Regions from separate parts of the Mus musculus genome. Here all the other regions are linked to region 2. A link is a contact called in public Hi-C and promoter capture Hi-C data. All regions are on one chromosome and are shown on one strand. Each heading gives the region's core, a stretch centred on a gene start, on an enhancer-like site or on the middle of the called end of the contact. The rest is flanking DNA. Distances are from core to core; before and after follow the strand shown.

Region 1 (4,791 bases), core at 79-2,578, 57 kb before region 2:
GCAAGGAACTGGCAAAGTGAATGTTGGCATGGCTGCTGGAGAGCTCAGTGCCTCGGAAACAAAACAGCCATGCTTTTCTTTCTTTATAGTTGAGTAGATTCAGTTTCAAATTACAGCCATAACTTTCTTGTTTATTTGTGAGGAGCTGATACAAACTCACCCATGTTGGTAGTTGGTACTTCTTAAGAAAAGCAGAGAAACAAAAATAAATGACGCCCACATAAAGAGTTCTATGAAACCATGAATAACAAGCTGATACTTCAGACCTAAGAAACTTTTCAGACACACACAAACAGGCATACATACATAGATTTGTGCATATGTGTACATGTACACACATACACAAACATATACATACATACATATATACATACATACATACATACATACATACATACATTGCACATACTCATATACTTTCACAAAGACACACATATATACTTGTACACATACATGATGCTTCCTGGCTATGTCACTGATCCAGCTGGACCTAGTGTGTGAACTGACTTACTTGTTTTCTGACACTCATATTCACCAGAAATGTTGAAAATAACAGAAACTGCTCTACTCAGCCAAGAATGGGATCTTTTACATTGACCCATGAGTTTTTTTTTAAGTGTTCTCTATCCATTACTATTTGCACTCAATTTATTTTCATTTAATGTATCTTAAAAGTTTCTCCCACCATCTCATAAGCATTTGCTGATAACCTCTCAGAGGATCCCAGCCACTCCGAGAAATGAGACCTCAGGTGGTCTTCACCCTAAAGGCCACTTTCTTTCTGTTTTGGTTCAGATCAGTGTGTTGTCTCACTTCTTCTTCAGTCTCTTTGGCATCTTTTTAAATACTTACTTTATTTACATTATATGCATACACATGGGGGTGTGCAGGCAGCAGCAGAGGCCAGAGATGTAAGATCCCCCTGAAGCTGGAGTCACAGGTGATTTTTAGCTGTCCCTGTGGATGCTGGGAATCAAACTCAGACCTTCTGCAAGAGCGGTACACTGTTGATTTTGCGTCATCTCTCCAACCCTTCTTTGGTAGGTCATGAGATTCTCGCCCCATTTTCCTTAGGTTTGCTCATAGTACCACAGAGGAAGACAGTTGAAGGCCACACACATGCCTGACCCTTTTACTCTACAGATGTGGCTCTACTGCACTTTCACTGCACAGGTCACCTCTGCATGCTACATACACTGTGTCCTGCCCAGAGTCCTCAATTCTCAACCTTGCTCAACCCCTCCCCCCTTTTACAGCTGTAACCTTCCATGGTACCATTCATTCTTATCATCCTCACTCTATATTTAGAAACTAGCTGCCTAATTAATCTGCCTAAGCATCATCCTTCCTATAACTCCCTCCCTCCATCAACCTATCCCCTAACTACCATCCATCCTATAACACCTTCTCCCTATCAATCCATCCCTTAACCACTATCCATTCTATAACATCCCCCTTTATAATTCTACCCCTTTCTACCTTTCCTTCAGTTTCTCTCATATTTACTATAAAATCCTTGTGCTCAAAATTCCCCCAACCTTAACCCAGATATGATCATGCACAATTGCAATCCCAGTAATTGGAAGAATGAGGCAGGGGGATGGCAGGTTTTCAGCCATCCCTACTACACAGAGAAGGACTTGTCCTCAAAAAAGAAAATGAAACAAAATAGAATTCTCTAAATGCAGAACACTGAGAAGAAGAGATACAGGGCTAAGAAGACCATAAGGAAGTCAGCCATCGCCCAGGGTAGATTTTTGTGCTTTTAAACCTCTGATTTCAAAGCATAATTTATTTTTACTTTTGTTTTGTTTTGTTTTGTTTTAATTTAAATGAGTGAACCACTTTAACTTTCAAAGACCAGACTTAATCAGTCTGTTTAAGCAGTTCCAAAGCATAAGGAAGAAATTTATAAATATATTTAATTCAGCAATATACTTGACAAATTAGCTGACAGAAATCTCACCATCAGTGTCAGGCCATCTCCCTGCAGACCCTAGATAAGTGCAAGCAAACACAATGGAAATATACAAATCAGAAAACAGAAGCCATCTCTCATGGGACTATACACAAACCCTAGATAAGTGCAAACATGATAGAAATATACAAGTCAGGAAGCAGAATGCAGAGTCTGTAGAGTTTACAGTCAGTGTCATATTGGAGCACATGGATGGCACAAGGAAAATACTACTCATTGCTTCAATAATACCAAATGAAATGTTACGGAAAAATTAAGTTGCATTCCTACTGGAAAGCATTAACATTAATTTCCAAACCAAGCTTATGAGTGAAACTGAAAAATTCCTCTTAAATAGCACCGATAATGAGAAAAGACATTCTAAATTCTCATGGTTCACAAGGTACAAATGATGCTCCCCACCAAGGAATGCCATGTATCCATATAAGAAAGACATCATGCCATAACTTAAAGCACATTTGCCAGAGGAATGAAAATTTAAGTTGGTGGTCTGAAGTAAAAAGGCTAACCATGTGACTTCATCCATATTTCTATGTACTTGTTACAATAAGATAAAACTACACTTTCCTCTGCAGGGACTCTCTGCAGAAATACGGAGAAAATTCCAAGTGTGAAATCTGGAAATTGTTTATTCATTTTGCTTTAAAGTCATTGAAATAGACTGAATTTATCTGATTTTTGAAGTTTAAAAGTTCAGATGTTTAAACAAAAGTATGATTAAAACGTTCATGGCAGGATAGCAGTGTTTAGAAAGCAAATTTATAAAAATAATTATAGTTGTTTTATATAGATGAAAACTACAGAAATAATGAACTGCCTAAAAGGAACCATCATAATAATAAGACTGTGAAGAAATTTCCAAAAACATAGGCGGAATAGATACATACCCCTGAAAGAAATAAAAAATGTTAAGCTTCTGCAGAGGGAATAAGGATGACTAATTCGGGAAGATATTGGCTGAACTGGTTAGGAAATGTCAAAAGAATAAACTACTCTCAATGCCTGAGTTTGAGAAACAGCAAAATGTTACAGTTGAGTGCAGACAGGCTTCTAGAAACCAAGTCATGATCCTTAGAGTTGAATTGTGCTGCTAAAGAAAGAGACAGCAATAAAAATGCCCAAGGAGGCAGTCACTGAAAAGGAAAGTAGGAGAAAGAGGCCTTTAAGCAAACAGCATGAAGGCAGATTATTTAATTAAAGGTATTTGAAAAATAAACTGGTAGATAAAAAGCATACCTGGCTTCCACTTCCTTTATTACAACAGTATCCATTCCAGAACGATGAAACACTAAATAGCTGTGAAATAACTAACACTGTAAAATGTCTAGAACATAACTAAATACACAAAGCCAAGTTTATGCTAGTGAATATAATACAAACAACATCATTTTTACAGGGAAAAACGGTAAACAAAGCTAAGTGAAAAACAGTAAATGGACAATAGTATATATCATACATTAGACGTGGTGCTAGTTAGTTTTTGAAATTGAAAGTTTAATTGATTTTTTAGTTTACATACAAAATAATGCGTCTCATTATAACACTGTCACAAATGTATTTTTGAACATCATAGTCACAAACCATCCTCACCCCACACACACTCATGCTTTATCCTCTGCCTGGTCCCCTTCCAGCTCCCAAAATAGTCCCCTTTGATGGTTAATCTTCACTGGCAATTTAATGGGATTAGAATCTCCGTGGAAACAAATCTCTGGGCAGTCTGTGAGACATCATCTAAATTAGATTAATTGAAGTGAGAAAACTCATGCTAAATGTGAGCAATGCCTTTCCCTAAGCTGGAATAATGGACTGAATAAAAAGAGAAAAGTCAACTGAGCTAAGGATTCCTTTCCTGACAGTGGATGCAATATAACACCTTCTTCCTGAGAGTGGATACATTGAGAGCCCTGCTCCCTGACAGTGGATACAACGTAGCCCAATTCCCTTTAACTCCCGATACCATGCCCCCACCAGGATAGACAATATCTTGAAACTGTGAAACATTTTGTACCTCAGGGTCTTTCATAATAATAACAAGGCAAATAACTAATATATCTCCCCCTAATACCTTCTGTCTAGGATTGTTTTGGCTTCCTTTTCATCTTTATGATTTTTTTTCAGTTTCTGAGAAGAGTTTCATTTAATTTTCATAGTGATTATTTGCAATTTGTAGGTTACTTTTGATAATACTTTTGATCATGAACATGGGAATTCTTTCCAAATCTAGGTTTTCTTCAATACCAATCTTCAACATACATACATATACAAATACATACACATAGACATATGCATATACATATACATCATATGCAGGTACATATACATATACATGTACACGTACACGTACACATACACATAAATATACTGTTGTTATTTTCAAACTGCTGCTTGAGTAAAAGTGTTTTTCAGAATTAAGAGCTTTCTAGTGGAGTCTGGGTCTTTTACAAGTAGGGATAATCAAACTTTTTTTTTTTTTTTTTTTTTTTTTGAGACAGGGTTTCTCTGTATAGCCCTTGCTGTCCTGGAACTCACTCTGTAGACCAGGCTGGCCTCGAACTCAGAAATCCACCTGCCTCTGCCTCCCAAGTGCTGGGATTAAAGGCATGAGACACCACTTGCCCAGCACTTTTTTGTTTTTTATTAGATTCATTTCATTTCTTTCTCTTACCTTATTCCTCTAAGATTTCAAGCAGCAGACTGAACATAAATAGAAGCAGTGGGCACCTTTAGCTAATTCAAAATTTTAAGAAATGCTTCAGTGGTTAAAAGCATATACAACTCTTGTAGAAGACCCAAGTTCAATCCCACATCCC
Region 2 (4,847 bases), core at 1,167-3,666:
GTAGGTGAACTGTGATCCTAGGTTCTGAAAATAAGCAACTGTGCATCACAAGCCAGCAAAGATGGCACCTGAGACCCTGTGCTCCCAGGTTAGGATATCTTTTGCTTTCCCAGGAGTTCTCATGACTCTGAGAATTCCCATGACACTGTGTTGTGTAACAGATTCTTATGGTAACCCCTTACCACCACCCCACCAGCTCTGCTCTCTCAATACCCATTCAAATAGAATCCTACCAAATTTCCTGTTGGAGCGTTGCGATTATATAACACTGTTACAACCAGTCTTGTAAGCCGTTTAATACTTTCACTGATTCTCATTTCATAACTTTCCAAGCAAAATGAAATCAGACAAAACCATCTGAACAAAGAAAAGTAATCTTTTGATGTTGTTGTTATAGTTCATTTTTAGTATGTGGTTTTCTTCAGAAAGAATTTAAGAAAAAACATAGCTCAGAATTATACTAGAAGTATAACGTCCAGGGATTCCGGGTTTCCCAGGGGCCTCTTGAATTCCCCTTTCTAACTTATTACAGAGCTGTTCACAAGTCTCCCCCCCCCCCCCCCCCCCCCCCGACCTGGGCCAAGCCAGGCTTTTCCTTGCAGCCACCAGGGGGCTGTCTGGTTAGGAACTGGGTAGGAGAAGCTGCAGCTTTCCTCCAAACCAACCAAAACCTCCCAAGGCAGCTTTGGAGCAAAGCCCAGGAACTCGCCTGCAAAACAACCTTCACTCTAGAGCCGGCAAGTTCTTAGTGAAGCTTCATTCCGGGTGAGGAATAAAACACGGATTTCTTACAAAGAATTCAAAGGGCAGCCGAGTCTGTGCTGGCCGCGGGGAAAGGCAACGTTCTAGCAGCTGCTTTCTCTCCTGAGTCCTGCTTCTGACTCGCCACAGTTGTTAATGCTGTGACAGGAGGTGTGTTGGCCTTTCTTCTTTTTCCTTTCCTGTGGACTGCCCAAATAACACCCCCGGGGGGGCCTTATCACCCGTGGGGAAATCTAGACAACTCTTTAAAATGATCTAGACATCATTCCCTTTTATACCGTGTTACAAGAGTATGTTGAAGAAAGATTTTTCAAGGTATTTTTTTTTAACAGTGTTCATAAGAACATAATTGTATTCGGTCCTTAATCAAAGTAGTTTTGTCGCAATTGTTAACTTCCCATTGGCTGCGAGTTCTCTGAGCACTCTGCGTTTTTCCAATAAAACCTACCTCCAAGGCGTAGCTGGAAGACTGCCTGGGTCATCTGGAACAGCACACTGTCGCCCGCTGTTTTCTCCCAACCTGACCTTCGGAACTTGAGGTATGGACATTTCAGCGCTATGCTTGCAAGTGCAGAACCCTTCCAGGGTGGAGATTATTTTTGTCTTCTGGTTTTGTACTTATATTTCTAGGACAGAGGCGAAATAACGAGGTGTCCCTTTAAACCCTACTTGTAGAACCAACCCGGAACACACTCAGTGAGGTGTTGGGGGGGGGGGGCACTTCTCATTTAGGGCAAGCAAGGCATTGCCCATTGGTGTGGGGGAGCAGAGCGTCCAGAGCCACAGGAGGATCTGAGCGCCCCGTGTTTCCAAGCGCACCACAAGTGGTTTGGGGGCGGAAGGAGGAGCGCGGTGACACCTGCCGCGCCTGTCGGGCGACTCAGGAGGGTTGTGCCCCTGGAGATCCCCTCTATCTCCTGTCATTCATACCCTACCCCACCCCCTGTCACACTCCTACCTCTTCAACTAAAAGAATGATGGCTCAAATGGATCCTCCACGCTCCTGCAGTTGGGTGGGTGGACGCGTGTCCACCAGACCCGCAGCTACGTGACCCCGGGGGAGGGTGGCGCACAAGGCGCCGTTACCGCAGAGTCGTAGCGGGGGACATTTGCACATAAGCGGCAGGTGCGCAGGGCACTCGAGTGGAGGGTTGCTCGGGCAGTGGCAGGGAGCACAGCCCGGAAGCCATTTCGTCTCTGATACTCTGGCGGAGCCAGGGTGGCCTGAGCCTGCCGCAGCTGCTGGGAGAATCGAACAGGCTAGAGGACCAGAGGGGAAGAACGGTCGGCGGTTCGCCAGCGGCGGAGGAGCTGACACCCTAGTCCCTAGTAAGGCTACCGCGCTGGGTCCTCCGGAGTCGGAGACTCCGGCCCTGCACCTCGCCGCCCGCGCAGGTCGCGGCAGAGAGGTCGCCGGTGTCCTGGGACCCACGCTGCGCCCCTCAGCGTCGGCGCCGGAGGAGAGTTGACAGGTCAAGGGAATAGGGCTCGCTCGGGAGCCCGCGCAGTACTGGACCCCGTGGCGGAGGGGGCGGAGCGGGGAGGAGACTGCGGCTCGGCCGAGCACGGCGCAGCCTTGGGCGGGCGGCCGGCCGGCGTGACGCGGCGGGATTAACTTTGCATGGCTAATACGAGCACCAGAGCTGAGGCCACCGGCTGCTCGGCCGCAGCTCGCCAGCACGCCGCCTTGGGGCGCCACCTCCAGGCTCCAGCGCTCTGGTAACTTGGCAGGGTGGGCGGGCGTGGGGGGAGGTCTACAGGTCTTGCGGGCCGGGCGCGGGTGGCCAGCGACGCGCTCTGTCCTTGAAGCTGGCCTCTGAGACCGGCTCCTCTCGGGCTCGGGCACCCGGTGCAGGGACCTGAAGCCAGAACCCAACTAGGGACAAGCTCCTTGTGAAATGGAGTTTGACGTCCTGGGCTCCGAACCCAGTGGAAGTTTCCATGAGGAGGAAGTTGTAGGGCATGGGGGTTCGGAAGAGGCTGACAGGCGCGGGGGTGGGCGATTTAAAGGGACTGTGGGTCTCGTGTCCCATCTTTTTGGCTCCTGCACAGGAACTCCAGGCTTTGGAAAGGAGAAAGGTCCTGAATAAGCTGCTGCTCAGTGCCAGTCTGCCTCTCATCCGCTCCGCAGGCTCCCTCCCTCCAGAATCGCTCTTTTCCTTTGCTTCTTTTGGGTTCTGCATGTTTGTGACGATCCGGGTGGTGTCAGCTGTGCTCCCTAAGACCGGGAAAGACGTCTTTGGAGGGTTTCTATTGTTAGGGTTAGTTGTCATTTTGGAGGAAGATTTCCCGTGACTGCAGTGGGATTATTATTGGAGCTAATTCTTAAAGCCTTCTGGTTTGTTTTTAAGAGGGAGGGGGCGGAGTGTGCATACGTGGGTTGTTTTTGGTTTTTTGTTTGTTTGTTTGTTTGTTTTTAATTAAAGGCTAACTGTATAATTTGCCCCAAATGGGAAGTTTTTAAAGGGTCTATTAAGCATTTCTATAGTGAGTCAAATAAAGAAAAGAATACCTGGGCAGGCAGGTTCGCTATCCCATTCTGCCCTTTGCACACACATGAAGAACTCAAAGACTGTCGAATCAGAAAATAACATTGCATAAATTCCTCCTCTTCAAGTGTGGTTGATCCTAGATACTAGTGATCAGTTTTTAAAGACCTGTTTAAAACTGAACATTCTTTGTTCAATGCATGAAAAGGAGAACACAGCAAGCAATTTAGTTAACGATGACCGTATTAAGTAGTGTAGACCCGTTGGGGAGTTTCTTTATATGATTTATCTCTGGTTTAGCATGTTTGATGATACTGTAATGAAATATCCTCACTGTGTTGCAAAGGAATAAAATTTTCTTTTTGGTAAAGAAACGTTCTGTGATTCATTCTGAATATTCTGGATGACTGATCTCCCTAATTCACTTCAGCTTGTTATTTCCCGTTCTGAAAGAAGTCATGAACTTGGTACCATTAATGAAAAGGTGTTTCGTGGGAAGTATTTTGGACAGGGGCAGATTTTAGAGTGTTTTCATGCTGATTGGCCGTGCTTCAATTGACCCGGAGAGATATTAAGTAAAAAGTGCATTTGCTTGAGCCATTTTATGTGAAGAAATTAGTGAAGAATAACTTATTGCTTTCCCATGTTAAATAGATACTATTAGGATCCTATATTTTAAATAAATTCCAATTGTTTATTATATACTGGAAAAGAAAAATCTGCTTCACTTTGTGAGTAAAGGTAAATGGTACTGAACTGCTTCAGAATTGCTAATTTTTAATGAAACTGTTCTTGTTGGCATTACAATGCAAAAGCTTAATCTCATTGGCATTGAGGTATTGCTATATAAAGTAACTGGCACTAGAAGGGGGATAAATATTTGACTTCTCCCCTTCCAGCTTCTTTGTGGTAAATTTTGTATTAAAAAGAAACAAGCTGCAACTTCCCTATAATCCAGCACCTCTGGAAAAGGATGACTTGTTAAACAATTCCTAGGAAGGGAAAGCTGAGGCCCGCTCCTTCCCTGCTTGTTTGTAGATGCTGGTTCCATCCAGCAATGGATGCTTGGAGCTACCAGACAGCTTCTATACTTACTGTGTAGTAAGCTTATCTTTTCTATGGAAATCAGTAGAGGTGACTGGCTTCTTTAGTCTCTTGCTCTTGTGGAGGTTACATGCCACCTTCTTAGTAGGCAGGCTTTTTTTCCCTGTGTTCTCTCTGAAAGATCCTCTGCTTTTTGATCTGTTTTTCCCCTCAATACTAGCTATGGTCAGAACTGTTCTTTTGTTCTGATACTTGTGAATTTCCTCTTTAACACTGAATTCTGACTATTCTAGATGACAGCATGGTGTTCAGGAGGACGACAGTGTTCATATCTTTTTGCACTCTTGTTCTACCAGCATTTGCAAGAATACCTAGTACTCCATAGGCACTGGTAAATTTTAACTGAACAAATTAGAAAAAACATTGCCCTGACCCCAATGCCTGGCTAAGTACTTCAACCATTGCCATTTTGGACATGCCTAAAATCTGGTGAGGTGTGAAAACACTTTCTCTCTCTCTCTCTCTCTCTCTCTCTCTCTCTCTCTCTCTCAC
Region 3 (4,647 bases), core at 1,045-3,544, 37 kb after region 2:
ATCTGAAGGTCTGAGTCATATCCCAGACCAGAGACAGAACAAACCAAAGCACAGTGGATCCATTTGCAATAAAAGAGTCAGTATTTAGAATCCCCCTCACCCCAGGTGGTGAAACAATGTAAGAGCCTACCTTTGTCAGAGGGGAGGTAGATGCAGTTATATATTGTTACCACACAGACCTTTGAACCATTCTCTGTTTACTACTTGAACGGCTACAACTAGTCTACATGTGGATGTCGGAGGCTGAGACCCGAGAGGAAGAAGCAAGGGCCAATCCTCTGTTGGTGCTTGAAGGCTGGCTGCAGTGCTGTGCTGGTTCCTAGGCAGAGGGGAGTGGGAACACCTCTCTTTCAAATGTCTGCTGCCTCTGTAGTGTTTCTCTTCTGTTGTCATGATAAAAACACCCTGACAGAAAGAGACATAAAGGGGGGGGGGGGTATTTGACTTACAATTCTAGGTCACAGTTCATTATTTTGGAGAAAATAAGGCAGGAACTCAAGACGCTAGTCAGATCACATCCACACTCAAAAGCAAATGGAAAAATAAATGTATCCCTGCTTACTGCCCATACTCTTCCAGAGTCCAGAGTCCCTGCCTAGTGCCTGTGCACAATGGGCTGGGTCTTTATTTCCAGGTCAATTACCAATCAAGACAATCCCCACAGAAATGGCCACAGACAAACCTGATTTCTAAACTGAGACTTTATTCCTAGTTGATTCTAGATTTCAACAAGTTTACATTGACAACTAACCATCACAAGTAGACATTTCTTATAGGTAAAGAGCAGAAATGATACCTGTAAGCTGCGTAGGCCACTGCCTGGAAGCTCATGCTGAGACCTTTTCCGCAGCAAGACTCCCCCTGCCATTCCTATCTCAGCTGCACACATCTCCAGCACCCTCCCAGCACCCTGCCTACCTCCACTGGGAGAGGACAATGGGAAGATAAGAAAGGCAGTAAGAGACTTAAGGACCAGGTTGAGGGTAGTGAGAACATACTGGATACAAACTCTGAGGGAGTCCCAAGTGAGTAAGTAATTAAGACAAATATTTCAATGCATTCTTTTAAAAACTGAAACCAAAGTACAAGAGATCCATGACAATGGAATACTTATTTTTAATGAAGTCAGAATTGGTCTTTGCCAATCTACCCTGACCTCAAGCTCAGTTACTTAGTGGAACACTGAGATCTGGCCCCCAAGTTACCTCATTTTTCTCAGAGTCAATACTTGTCATCAGCCCTACATAATTCAGGCATTTCTAGATGTTAAGTACTCCAGAATGTGACCTAATCCCAGGGTTCTGGGTACACTGAGCTTGGGGCTTGAGGGTTTGGTCAACCCACTTAAAACAAAGTTCCCAGCTTTCCCCACCTTCATAAACCTGGAACTGTTGTACAAGTACCAAATGAAGCTGGTATTTAAAAGTCTGTTTCAGATTCAGGTGCTGGAGTCTGACACCCCTTACCAACTCGCAGAGAGTTTCATATGCAGCAGGGACAGAGAGCCCAGCACAGCCATTCTGAGTGAGAGCTGATTGCTCTGCATGAGCCTGTAAGCTGCCAATGAGACTCTCTGGTCACGAGAGAGAAGACGAGCAGAGGTCTCCGTATCCCCAGAGCTGCCTTAAGGTTTTCACTTAGAAAGCTAAAGGTAGGTCAGGTGGCTCCTGGCTTTGGCTCCTTCACCCCAAAGTAAATTTTTTTCCAGTAGAAACTACAGGGAAGTTTAAACATTGTGAGCAGGTGGATACTGAACACTCAAGTGGCAGCTGTCTCTCCATCGGTCAGATTTGTCTTGAAGATATTCCTTAGGGTCATGGAATACCACATAATTTTTAATTATGCTATTTGGATATGTTTTAATTAAAGAAGAAAATTGTCCTAATCTTAAGAGTATTTTGACATGTTCATTTGCACTCCTGGATAACTGGCCTCTGGGAACGGAGTAACCTAGTTTGGTCCTAAGCTGCCGCCACCAGGCATGACTGCTGTTATTGTCACTTTAAGATTGCAACATTGGTTTGGTGACCTTCATACCAGTCCACTGTAGAAACCTTAATCTCTCTTCGAGGGGAGGGCGGGGGGGGAAGTATGCCTGACAAAGATTGTCCTGTTGTTTGTTTGGGTTTTTGTTTTTTGTTTTTTGTTTTTTGTTTTGTTTTTTAAAAAACAAAAAGCAAACAAATTAAAAAAAAAAACAAAACAAAACGGTTTTCCATTTACCTGCACTTCAGAACACCTGGTTTAATTTGTCCAGGAGGATAAAGTTCACTATTGCACAACTCAGAAACTTACTTTCGAGTTTTTAGAGAAAATGAACAGAAGTGTCATACAGTGTACGTGGTGCAAGCCCTTGTCAATACATAGGTTGGGTCATTTTAAAGAGGAAAGTAGGGCATTTTACACATAACCTAGAACGTGTACCTAAAGGTACAGAGGGGCGAGGGCATCATTGTTCACCAGAATTATCTCCCAGACTTTGCCACTCATATCTGAATGCAGGACCACATCAGGACAAATAAGCTTTAAGGAGGTTTGCTGGTGTAAATACAAGTTCTGTTGTAATCCAGCAGGCCTATTACCCGGCCTTCTACAGGAACTCAGTACTTTATCCTTACTTCCCTTGAATTAATACTAATAATTTCCAGCTTATGAATATGTATCTAGTATCAGAGCTGTGCTTATGTAGTGGACCTCTGAGTCTGGACATGTGTGGGTGTGTGTACACGTATGTGTATGTGGACCACAGAAGCAGATATCAGGGGTCTTCCTCAATCACTCCTCATCTTAGTTTTTGAGATGAGGGTTCTCACTGAAACTGAAACTCAGCAATGTGGCTAGGCTAACTATCTAGAAAGCCTTACGGATCCCCTAGTCTGTGCTTTCCCAGTTTTCCTGTTGTGGAAGGGAGTGTGTGTGTGTGTGTGTGTGTGTGTGTGTGTGTGTGTGTGTTGTTTAAAGAATTAAGGTAAATTTTTAAACGGAAAAATATTGAAATCAAATTATGTCATTCTACTTGAAGGGATCTAATTCCCTTTCCCTCATCATTATAATTCATTACTAAGATTAATATTTGTGCAGAAAAATCTTGCCAGTGTATTGTTTTGTTTGAGTTAAGCTTTCCCTACAGGCCAAGTGTTTAGCTAAAAGATAAAATCAATATTCTTTAGATTGAGTCCATTAATTTGAAATGCCTTTGCACGTCTTCCAAAAACCTTTTGCCCAGATATGATGTCTGTAGACAAATATCTGCATAAAAAACTGATACTGACTCGGTTTTTGAGAAAGTTAAATATCCCACTGCAAGTTGGGGTTGTGGGACTAAACAATGGTCTATTACCAAGCAGGAAAAGTAAGTTAGGTTCTTTCTCAATGAGTTTAAGTTTGGCCCTGCAATCTGTCCTTGGGGTGGTCTCCAGCTTGGGACACTTGCATGGTCCTAGAGCTTTGTTGTCAAAATGCCAATTTCTGACAAATGTCAGGTAGATCTTGCTGGGAATTTTTTGCGTGGTATACTGCATTTCTAAGCCCACTGCCCTGGTTTCAGAAATGGGCCCTGCATATGGGAAGCCACAAAAGTGGCTGAGAGCAGATTTAATGAATGAAGACTCATTGCATGCTTTGTTCTGTGCCAGCTCAAACAGCTTGCTTAGCAGTCATGGTGACATCTACATGATTTCCAGCTCCATTTTCTTCTTTCTTTGCTTTGGGGACCAATTATATAGCCACCTTCTTGTACTTCTGTGACCTTCTTTTACTTCCTAGCACTCAAATCAAGAACTAACTCTGCCCCTGCCTCTGTTCTGACCACCTACTCTCTGCCTTCCTCCATCTCTTTTACGGCTGTCTTTGGGGTTATCCTCAATGCTTATTCTCTGGAATCTGAGCTCACACCTCCCTCCACACCTGTGTGGTCCCTCCTGTCACCCATTTCACCTGGTACACACTGTCCTTTGTTGTCATCTGCTGGTCTGCCTTCTCCTCTCTCTCCAAAGCCAGCAAGCAGTTGTCCTTTCTTCTCAGAAACAAATTTTCTGGATTCCAAAACTTTCTGTCTCTTGACCATTTTAATGTGCATTTTTGCCATTCAGTCTGTGCTTCCTGCAAACCTTTAAAGACCAAAGTGTTTATTTTCCTGTGTACTTTGTAAATTCCTGGCAAATTCTTGGGGGTTGTGCCTCAGTTTTGGAAATGTTGTCTTGGACCTAGTCCTGTCAGGTGAGAGACAGACCAGCCATCTTAATGAAGAGCTGAACATTGAGATTGCCCTCTGTAGAGAGCACTGCCTGTTATCTTTGTACTTCACCTTTGCTCACTATTAGCAACAAGCTGTAAAAACGCCCTTATCATTGCCCAAGGAGAGCATTCCGTTACATCTGTTGTACATTGCATTCATTCCCACTGGCGGTGGACACCATTGATGTTATTACTATTATTATATTGGGTGCCATTATTGTCTTTCTCAGTTAAGCAGACTCCATTTTTTCAAAGAAAAGGGTTTTTCCAAGATTTTTCTTCAGGCCTGGGGACTGAACCTGGAGCTGCAAGTACACCATGTCAGCACTTTATCACCGAGCTCTGTCCCCAGGTCTTTTGAATTTCCTTATTTGTAGTAAGAGCTCCTAAGTTACTTAAGTTAGTCTTAAA

What was found. Promoter capture Hi-C pulls out the DNA fragments that hold promoters and counts their contacts. A called contact is a pair of places that touch in the nucleus more often than the background predicts.
Region 1: a contact with region 2 is called in a Hi-C map of rod photoreceptor, with 3 times the contacts expected there. The contact joins the enhancer-like site here to the promoter of Thrb in region 2. A contact is called at or near these places in 1 of 39 promoter capture datasets (the HPC-7 cell line), 2 of 484 Hi-C or Micro-C datasets (nephron progenitors and rod photoreceptor) and 2 of 9 other capture datasets (adipose tissue and liver).
Region 3: a promoter capture Hi-C map of liver shows a contact between it and region 2, with 2.8 times the contacts expected there. The contact joins the enhancer-like site here to the promoter of Thrb in region 2. A contact is called at or near these places in 2 of 39 promoter capture datasets (both in liver), 1 of 15 datasets of contacts at CTCF or cohesin (the G1E-ER4 cell line), 5 of 484 Hi-C or Micro-C datasets (all in liver), 7 of 115 datasets of contacts at active chromatin or transcription factors (embryonic stem cells, hepatocytes, intestinal crypt epithelium and 1 more) and 2 of 9 other capture datasets (adipose tissue and pancreatic islet).

What each region holds. Positions count from the first base shown.
Region 1 is chr14:17,602,588-17,607,378 of GRCm38.p6, forward strand. All of the region lies in intron 2 of Gm32269 (a long non-coding RNA gene), which reads right to left. Among named protein-coding and RNA genes, the nearest start is that of Gm32269, 28 kb to the right of the region's middle. Within about 2 kb of position 1,329, at least 3 of the 459 cell types and tissues checked have an H3K27ac peak or open chromatin away from gene starts, as enhancers often do. A contact at or near this core is called in rod photoreceptor, where this site is marked.
Region 2 is chr14:17,658,544-17,663,390 of GRCm38.p6, forward strand. It overlaps Thrb (thyroid hormone receptor beta), which reads left to right and starts at 2,417. Exons shown (of 10, transcript NM_001113417.1): 1 at 2,417-2,481. It overlaps LOC115488350 (serine/arginine repetitive matrix protein 1-like), which reads right to left and starts at 3,035. Exons shown (of 3, transcript XM_030248233.1): 1 at 2,689-3,035; 2 at 1,721-2,621; 3 at 1,373-1,388. The coding sequence starts at 3,035. The coding sequence ends at 1,745.
Region 3 is chr14:17,696,122-17,700,768 of GRCm38.p6, forward strand. All of the region lies in intron 1 of Thrb (thyroid hormone receptor beta), which reads left to right. Among named protein-coding and RNA genes, the nearest start is that of Thrb, 37 kb to the left of the region's middle. Within about 2 kb of position 2,295, at least 14 of the 459 cell types and tissues checked have an H3K27ac peak or open chromatin away from gene starts, as enhancers often do. A contact at or near this core is called in hepatocytes and liver, where this site is marked.